Regions from separate parts of the Zea mays genome. Here regions 1 and 3 are each linked to region 2. A link is a contact called in public Hi-C data. All regions are on one chromosome and are shown on one strand. The core of a region is the stretch at or near the end of the contact, and the rest is flanking DNA. Distances in the headings are between cores, read along the strand shown.

The links. Hi-C and Micro-C count contacts between places; a contact is called where the count stands out from the background.
Region 1: a Hi-C map of leaf shows a contact between it and region 2, with 3 times the contacts expected there. The contact joins the promoter of LOC103626306 here to the promoter of LOC541970 in region 2. A contact is called at or near these places in 3 of 25 Hi-C or Micro-C datasets (ear, leaf and tassel).
Region 3: a contact with region 2 is called in a Hi-C map of leaf, with 6 times the contacts expected there. The contact joins the promoter of LOC103626309 here to the promoter of LOC541970 in region 2. A contact is called at or near these places in 4 of 25 Hi-C or Micro-C datasets (ear, leaf and tassel).

The regions. Positions count from the first base shown.
Region 1 is chr5:47,758,951-47,761,892 of Zm-B73-REFERENCE-NAM-5.0, reverse strand. LOC103626306 (serine carboxypeptidase-like 2) reads left to right here and starts at 1,604. Exons shown (of 6, transcript XM_008646698.4): 1 at 1,604-1,982; 2 at 2,089-2,234. The coding sequence starts at 1,795.
Region 2 is chr5:47,919,245-47,922,093 of Zm-B73-REFERENCE-NAM-5.0, reverse strand. It overlaps LOC541970 (chromdomain-containing protein CRD101), which reads left to right and starts at 1,441. Exons shown (of 5, transcript NM_001111623.1): 1 at 1,441-1,828; 2 at 2,504-2,590; 3 at 2,676-2,849. The coding sequence starts at 1,569.
Region 3 is chr5:48,091,024-48,093,820 of Zm-B73-REFERENCE-NAM-5.0, reverse strand. LOC103626309 (glutamate receptor 3.4) reads right to left here and starts at 1,369. Exons shown (of 5, transcript XM_008646700.3): 1 at 636-1,369. The coding sequence starts at 912.

The DNA.
Region 1 (2,942 bases), core at 355-2,854, 160 kb after region 2:
CGAAGTGACGGCGGTCACTTCGGCTCTGCCGGCTGGGGGGCGCGCGTCAGGATAAAGGTGTCAGGCCACCTTTGCATTAAATGCTCCTGCGATTTGGTCGGTCGGTGCGGCGATTTGGTCAGGGTTGCTTCTTGGCGAAGACAGGGCCTCGGGCGAGCCGGAAATATATTCGCCGCTGGAGGGGGGCCTCGGGCGAGACGGAAATCTTTCGGGGTCGGCTGCCCTTGTCCGAGGCTAGGCTCGGGCGAGGCGTGATCGAGTCCCTCGAATGGACTGATCCCTGACTTAATCGCACCCATCAGGCCTTTGCAGCTTTATGCTGATGGGGGTTACCAGCTGAGAATTAGGAGCCTTGAGGGTACCCCTAATTATGGTCCCCGACACAAATCCTCGGCATACCAGATGAGATATGATTTGTTCTGTGTCATCAAATACAACAGCATTTTTACAGTCCATGCATGGACAATATATGTGCTTTGTCTTTGTTCTCCAAGCATGGTTCGTAGCGAAAACAATAAACTTATGGACCTCAAATATGTATGATGGATCTAGCCTTGATAAGTTATACATCCAGGATATCCGCGCCATCATCACCTATAAAAAAGTAACATAAAACACACAAATTGGCAAGAGAAACATATACCAATATTTCGTAACAACTAAATATATCATGGAGGCAACCTAACTACTTTATCTCTAACACATGGTGAAACCCTAGATCCAAAATGTGGCTAAAATGGAGGAAAAATGAACAAAATTTGGCAAAAGAAACATAAGCCAAACTTTCCTAGCAACTAATAAACAAAAAATTTTAATACCCAAACCTATCTCTAACACATGGTGAAAGCCTAGTTTCAAAATGTAGTTAAAATTGAGCAAAAATGAACAATAATTGACAATTGAAACATAATTAAACCAACCTTCCATACAACACATTCACCATTCATTAAGCAACTAAATATGTGTTATGGATAAACTTATTTGAGAACTAAACATGAAAAAGGAGAGGGAATAGACAAAATCTAACCATCTTAAGCAACCTCATTTGAGGAAATAGAGAAAATAACCTAGCCATACTCTTCTCTCTCACATGTAAAACCCTAGATCCAAAATGTGGCTAAAATTGAGCAAGAATGAGCAAAAATTGACAAAGAAACATAATCTAACCTTTCTTATCCACCTTCTTCCAAGAAATGAAGACCAAAACCTCCCTCTTGTATTTTTGTGAAATCTGGACCTCCAAAATCGCCTCCAATGGAAGTTGGCTGCGAGCATACAGCTCCTGTCGGGGGGAAGAAGAGGGGTATTTATAATAGACAGTTCACTAGCGGTTGGCTTGAAAAACCGCAAGTGGAATCCTATTTCCACTGGCGGTTGGTGTAACAGAACCGCCAATCGAAATATCCTATTTCCACTGGCGGTTCTGTTACACCAACTATTTCCACTGGCGGTTGTGTTAAGATAACCGTCAGTGGAAATAGTTTTCCACTGGCGGTTCCCAAGCCGGGCCCACCTCTTTTTTTTACTGGCGTGCGATAACTGAAACCACCAGTGATAATTTATGGGTGTCGCAGGCTTTGAGCTCTTTTCTACTAGTGCTAGTTGACTGCTTGCACGATTGAACAGATGTGCTGATTGTGATTACATACCAGTCGCCGCCTACATCACCTGCCCGCACCGGACCCTCTACACATGTACAAGAGAGAGAGGGATGACGCTTGCTAAGGCCTAAAGGGACGGGGTCATTTGCAGCGACGACGTACGACAGCTTCGTCGTCTTGGTGGCGTGGCACCATGGGCGGCGCCTACTGCCGCCGCCGCTCGCCGCTCGAGCAGCAACTCCTCCCGGCAGTGCTGGTGCTGCTCGTCATCGTCGCCGCCAGCAGCAGCTTCTGGGGTGTGGCCGCCAAGGAGACGGGCCGGAATGTGATCACGCACATCAAGGGGTTCCGAGGCCCGCTGCCTTTCCATCTCGAGACAGGGTGAGATTATATATAGGGTTGGTGTAGCCAATTGAGGCACGCACGGTGTGTGTGCTTGCTTTGACGACCGCTCATGCATGCCCTACCGGTCGGCGCTCGGCGGTAGGTACGTGGAGGTGGACGACGAGAACGGAGCGCGTCTCTTCTACTACTTCATCGAGTCGGAGAGGAACCCGGCGGAGGACCCGCTCATCCTCTGGATCACCGGCGGCCCCGGATGCTCCGCACTCTCTGGACTCCTCTTCGAGATCGGTCAGTAACTATCAACTACCCGGTAACCCGGCTGCCCTGTATAATATATAATTTATTTATTTGTGGATTACGCACACCATTATTCAGATTTACTACCCGTTCCACCTCCATTCAGATTTAGTCAGCTTTAAAATTTCGACTGAAAATTTGGCGGATTTTCATTTCCGATATTCGTGTCGTAGTCGGTAGACACGAACCGCCGATGTTCATGATGGTCAACCGGCACATACAACAACAACCGATGTACATGGCACTTTTGCCTCTACGGATGAAAGAGACATAAAAAAATAGAGGAGATTGGATTGGACTAATGCAAAAACCAGCTTCTACACGGATAAGAGGATAATCTAAGAGCTAACCTCATAGTCTACTTTATTATTATTATTATTATTATTATTATTATTATTATTATTATTATTATTATTATTATTATTATTATTATTATTATTATTATTATTATTATTATTATTATTATTATTATATGAGTGTTTATATTGTTGGCTCTATACAACATAATAAGGATTTAAAACCTACCATCAGCTTTATTATTATTAACCTTGCTCTAGTATCCTAAAATACTATTTAATTTTGCAAAAGTTAAGTGTCATTATATAATTAATGCTCGTGGGCTTCTAGTTGTAGACCGCCGTCGCGCGCACATAATGGACATTCTAAGACTATCTTTAGACCTATCATATTCTCTATCAC
Region 2 (2,849 bases), core at 192-2,691:
GAAAATCAGCTTTGGAGATGGTCGACTTTCCGAAGTCCAGGTGGCTAGGCTTGCTCGGTACTGCGATATTGTAATCATCTTCAGAATCGGTCTCTTCAATATCTGCTTGTTCTGCTTCAGCAGCAGGGACGTCTTCCGGTGCCATCAACCCAGATCGCTTCATTACTTCCGAGATAGGAACAATTTCCACAACTTCGGTTTCGTCTCCTTCGCGATCGACTCTTGCAGTAGAGCGAACTCTGGCCATTTGATTATGACTAACTTGAAATTTTTTGAATTGACTTTTTTGTCTTTTCCGAAGCTCTTCCACTTGCGCTGAAGCAGATTTTGTATGAGCGCAATGATCAAGCTTCGGCTATGACTAAAAATTTGGCAGCAAAACAGTACAATAGCAATAAATGCTGTGGTAACTTCACACCTACCCGTCTGTTTATATAGTGCTGCAGGTGGGAAGGTGAATCGGCAAGGTCTCCAACACCGAACAAACAGTCACCCACACTCACTGAACGGTGGGCCACATAGCTCGAGAAGGTGAATCGCTGGCGAACGTGTAATTGGTGCAAGATGGGTCGTGCGTCCGACGATTATTTTAATCGTTTCTCGCCAACGAGCTCAGGGAAGGTGTTTTTTGGATATTCGGCATCCCGAAGCTTAGAAGATTTTTCACGGATCAAGCTCGTTACGAAAAACGATCTAGCGCCGCGAAGGGGCTACTGTTGGGGGTATGCTTCGTAGCCGAAGATCCTAAAGAAATGAACACATTCGGCAGATCCTCTCCAAAGCAACGCCGAAGCTATCGACTATAAAGCTTCGGCACAACGACATGTCTCAAGACGAAGGGGTGAACCGATTTAAAGATGGAATGACTTAAAGACCCATGATATTCTGTGTCATTATTGTGGTTCATTGTAAAGGGTATAAATGTAATTATATACAGGCTGTGAACTATGCCTATAAATAGGTGAACAGTACCCATGTACTGTTCACGTGCTCTCCTGTAATCACACATAGTGCATTTGTTTTTGCTTCACGCTGGTATTTTTATTTTCCTTCGAGCCGAAGGTACATTTGTAATTTGTTATCATTTTTACAATAATGAAATAGAAATAAGTTAATAATAATAATCAAATGTTTAAATTATTTTACATATTTTTACCCTTCCTCATTATTTGTTGTGTTTATGAAGATATAACCTTCATAACCTTCGTCCGGAATCCATTATATCCTGAGGGAAATAATGCTTCGAGGGATGAATGACTATAACATTTAACAATTTCTATGTTACCTTGTTCTTGATTCATAGCATTTGAAAACAAATCCCCAACATAATCCTTCAAAAATCATTCATATTACCTGTGTTTTTGTTAGAAAATGAATAAAAACAAAGAATTCGGTGCTGCTAGGGTACTGCGCCCCTGAACTGAACGAGCCTTGTTCCTTCCGAATCCCTCCGAGAAAAGGCGGCTCCAAAAACCAGATCTCCTCAGCAAAATCTGTACAAGATCCGCCCTTGATTTGGATAACACGAGCGAACGTGTGGTGGGCCGTCGAGTGAAACAAGATTCGCCATGCGGCGGAACAGGAAGGATTCCGGCTATCCGACGGCGGCTCCAGGGGAGGAGGATGAGGCGGAGGAACTGACTGAGGAGGGCGACGAGGAAGAGGAGGAACAGACGGAGGAGGGATGTGGTGAGGAGGATGAAGTTGAAGCGGAGACGCCGGCGCAGGAAGCTGTGGAGCCGCCGAAGCTGGCTGAGGGCTACTTCGAGATCGAGGCCATCCGCCGCCGCCGCCTCCGCAAGGGCCAGCTCCAGTACCTCGTCAAGTGGTCGGTGACGGTCCTCGCTCTCCTAAATCCCAATATTTTTTCGTTTTTGTAATTTTCCGGTAGGCTAGCGCTTCTTCCTCCTTGATTCTTGCTTGGACAGTAGTCCAGATTCTTTTGCAGTTAGTACCGTTTGGGCGTGGTTTGGTTAGTACACCACATTTGCTTGTAGTTGGATGGGCTGGTGACTCTGCACAAGTAGGTTTAGTCGTGGTTCGTGGAATGCGTTTTCCTTGTCTATTCTTTGATTTGCTGCTGGATGTTTTTATTAAAATATCAGAATGACTCGTGGACGTTTCTAGTATGATGTAGATGCTATGTCATGAACTCCACAATCCACATTCAAGAATGTGTTTTTTGGCAAAGCTGCAGTGCTGTACTGAAGTAATTTCTATTCGCACTATGATTTTGAACACAACTATTCCATTCTCTTGTTAAATAGAGTGCGTGTTGCAGCATTTGCAATTTGGTGGCCAACTTTGGTAGGCATTGAGTCATGTATTCGTCTTACTTTATGTTTGTTTCATTAAATAGATTCATCGTATAATTTGTGGTTGCTCTTTTTTTTTCTTTGATGGAGAACTATGGGTTTGAAAGCTGAATGTTGTTTATAGCTTGTTTACTGCATTTATGTTACTGCTGATACTGTATTCCTATCAATTTGATGTGATTTATAAGGCGTGGGTGGCCAGAGAGTGCTAACACATGGGAACCCCTTGAAAACCTGAAGGCCTGTTCTGACATTGTTGATGCTTTCAATAAGCGGTATGAATGTGTATTGCTTCTGTTCAGCATTAGATTTACATGTGCAGCTGATAACATTGTTTGCTGGTGGTTTCATGGGACACAGGTCAAGGTCGCCCAGATCCTGTGGAAAGCGAAAGCGCAAGACTCCAACAACTCCAACATCCGATCCTAACCCTTCTCGTGGCAAACGTGGTCGACCACCTCGGTCGGAGGCCCGGAGCATGCATAGCATACATGCCTCAGAAGTGAAGAAACTGCCCTGCAGGACAAGTAGTAG
Region 3 (2,797 bases), core at 120-2,619, 170 kb before region 2:
CCAAAAGACCCGATACAGCAAAAGAGGAAGGAAAAGCAACTAGGCAAGGCTACTAAGTACTAGTACTGTAATTACTAATTACTAACTCTCAACGTGCAAATCCTGGCATTCTGAATCAAGTAGTGGCGCCCACTCCGTTTCTTTAAGGGCGTGCAGATTGCGGATCAATATTTTACAAGGCCCGCCACACCTAGATAGCACAGGTCTACAAGTCAGATTGTACTGCTGGACCCTTGTCCACCATTGTCATCTACTCCCTCTGTATCAACTATCAAAGGTCTTTCTGCTCGTTGCTAATGCTAAAGCTGGGATTTTTCTTCGTCGTCACCACTCCACTTTTGATTAGTTGGAACTAGAACTCAGATCAGTTTTCCAATTAAAAAGAAAACAATTAGTGCTAATTTAGCAGTCACTGATCACACGAATTAGCAAACATGTAGGCTGCAGGGCTGACCTCGAATCAAAACCATTGCTTCTTTTTTTTTTTGGTTCAATACAAAAAGAAAAGACAAAATTAAGAAGAATAAAAAAATTGGATATTCTAAGTTCAGTCTTCTTTGTACTCGAAATCGCTAGTACTACTAAGATGAACAATCGAGAAGACAGGACGGCAAGCAAATTAAAGAAGAACCAACCTTCGACGGCGCCAAGAAAGCCGCTGCAGTTGGTGTCCTGGGCGAGCAAGTTGAGGCGGGTCCCGGCGAGGACGGTGCGGTCGGCGTTGACGTCGTCGACGGCGAGCTCAATGGCGAGGCGCGCGGCGCGGCCAATGGTGGAGTCGTAGGTGAAGAGTGCGCCCACTGCCACCTCACTGGGCGGCGGCGCGGCCGTGACCGTGACAGCCGTCGTCGCGGCGGACGCGGCGAGCAGCACCAAGCGGAGGAGCATCACCTGAAGCGCGCCCATTGGCATACGTAACCCAGCCCACCACGAGCTTCACTTCATTCAGGCCCCTGTCTCGCCACCGGATGAGTCGGCGCTAGAGCAAGGGCACCTGGCACCGTCGTGAGCCGGAATCTTGGGTCGGGTCGCATCAGTTCTTGGGGCAATATAATGGGCGGCGGAATGAGCCGGGGGAGGCGGCACGGGAGGTGCTCAGTTGACACGGCCGGTTCTGGTTGGACGCTGCTCGGAGGACTACCGTTGGAAGGGAAAAGCAAGATGCTTGTTCGTTCTGTGAGGTGGCCAGGTGGGCACGAAGAGGATGACTAGATGAGGAGCCTGGAGGCTTTTGAGCCGGACTCTCTCTCTCTCTCTATCCCTCTCTCCCTCTTTCCCCAATCCCTCAGTCCCTCTTCGGCTCTTCCTCCATTTGGAACAGAAGGAAGTGGACGAAAAGCTCCACGGGCGCCCGCTGTACCATCATGAATTCAGGACTCGATTCAGAACAGACAGCTACTGTCCGTAGGTACTCCGTTCCGTTCCGTGCCCCGCGGCAGCAAGAGCAACGTGGGTACGTAGCGGTTGGCGCCAACATGTGCACCACGCACGCACGCGACGCAGGCACCGCAACGCACCGGGGTGGCCATGGACCCATGGTCGACAGGGAGCGTTGGCGCGAGATGGTCACTGCCTCACTGGCTGTACTTCGCGACCGCGAGGGAGACCGAGGGCAGAGCATATTTTTGGTGGCATTCGCAGCCACGCGCTCAGCGAGTCAGGGTTGGTTGGGGGAAGGCAGGAGGGATATATTTTTTGAATGGTATACTACGCACGGTTGGCGATTTGAGTACAGGATTGATTGATTTTATTCGAGTGGTACGCGACAAGGAAAGGCGATGGGCCGTCGATCACGTGCCCACCCTTTATTCCGTTTCCGCAGGATTTTCGCCACAGCCTCACTGGTACACGACGCCACAATAGTAGTAGTAAACTGCCCATTATATGCATGGATCATCGATGGACTGCTGACTTTTGATCTGCCGGTGAGCTAGCTACTGCACCAATGCGGCTCCGATTTCGTTACACCTCCACGATTCCTTGCTCCAGCTCCAAGGGACCATCTTTTGAAACATCACCCAGATTAGCAATAAGTACTTGCTCTGGTCGCAGACATGACCCTTTTCTTCAAGATTTTAAAAAGTTCTTCCTCAATGTGTTCCACACCCACCTCACCAGCAACTACGTAACAGAGTATTCATGAAATCCGACAAATGCTACGAACAATATTGTTAGCTCTTTTGGGACCAAACACTTATGATCCCTAGAAACTGATCAAAAGTAGGACCGACTTTGTTTGTTTTATTGGATGGTCGTGTGAAACAACCTTCTTCTTCATATATTTAGCAAGAAACTGATCAAAAGTAGGACCGACTCTGTTGAGCCGGTCAGATGTCTTGGAAGTGTTTTGCTACCTAGTACATATTTTAAGCCGCTATGATCTAATGGTCTGAGGTAGTTGCGGCTTCTGGTTGCCCATGACGGTTCGGACTTCATAGCCGAACTGTTCGTGTCTGTCTTGGACTGTCTAGCCTTAGTGCTTGGACCGTTCAGTATATGTAGGAGAGGTGACCATGATTGGGTATCCGGTCGTGCTTGTCCCCGACGTCTCTGGTCTTTCTTTTATGGCCTTCTGAGTAACCACTCTACGTGATAGATTTAGAGTGCGAGGGTTACCAATGATAATATTTTTACCTTTCTTGCCTGTCGACTCTAATATGCTAACAGGGACAGGTGGTCTGTCAGTCTTCATTTCTTGAAATCTCAACCGGCCTTCATTTATAGCCGATGATATTTATCGATAGAAGATATTACAATTATTGGAGTTATGAAGAAAATATCCATACCATTTACAATA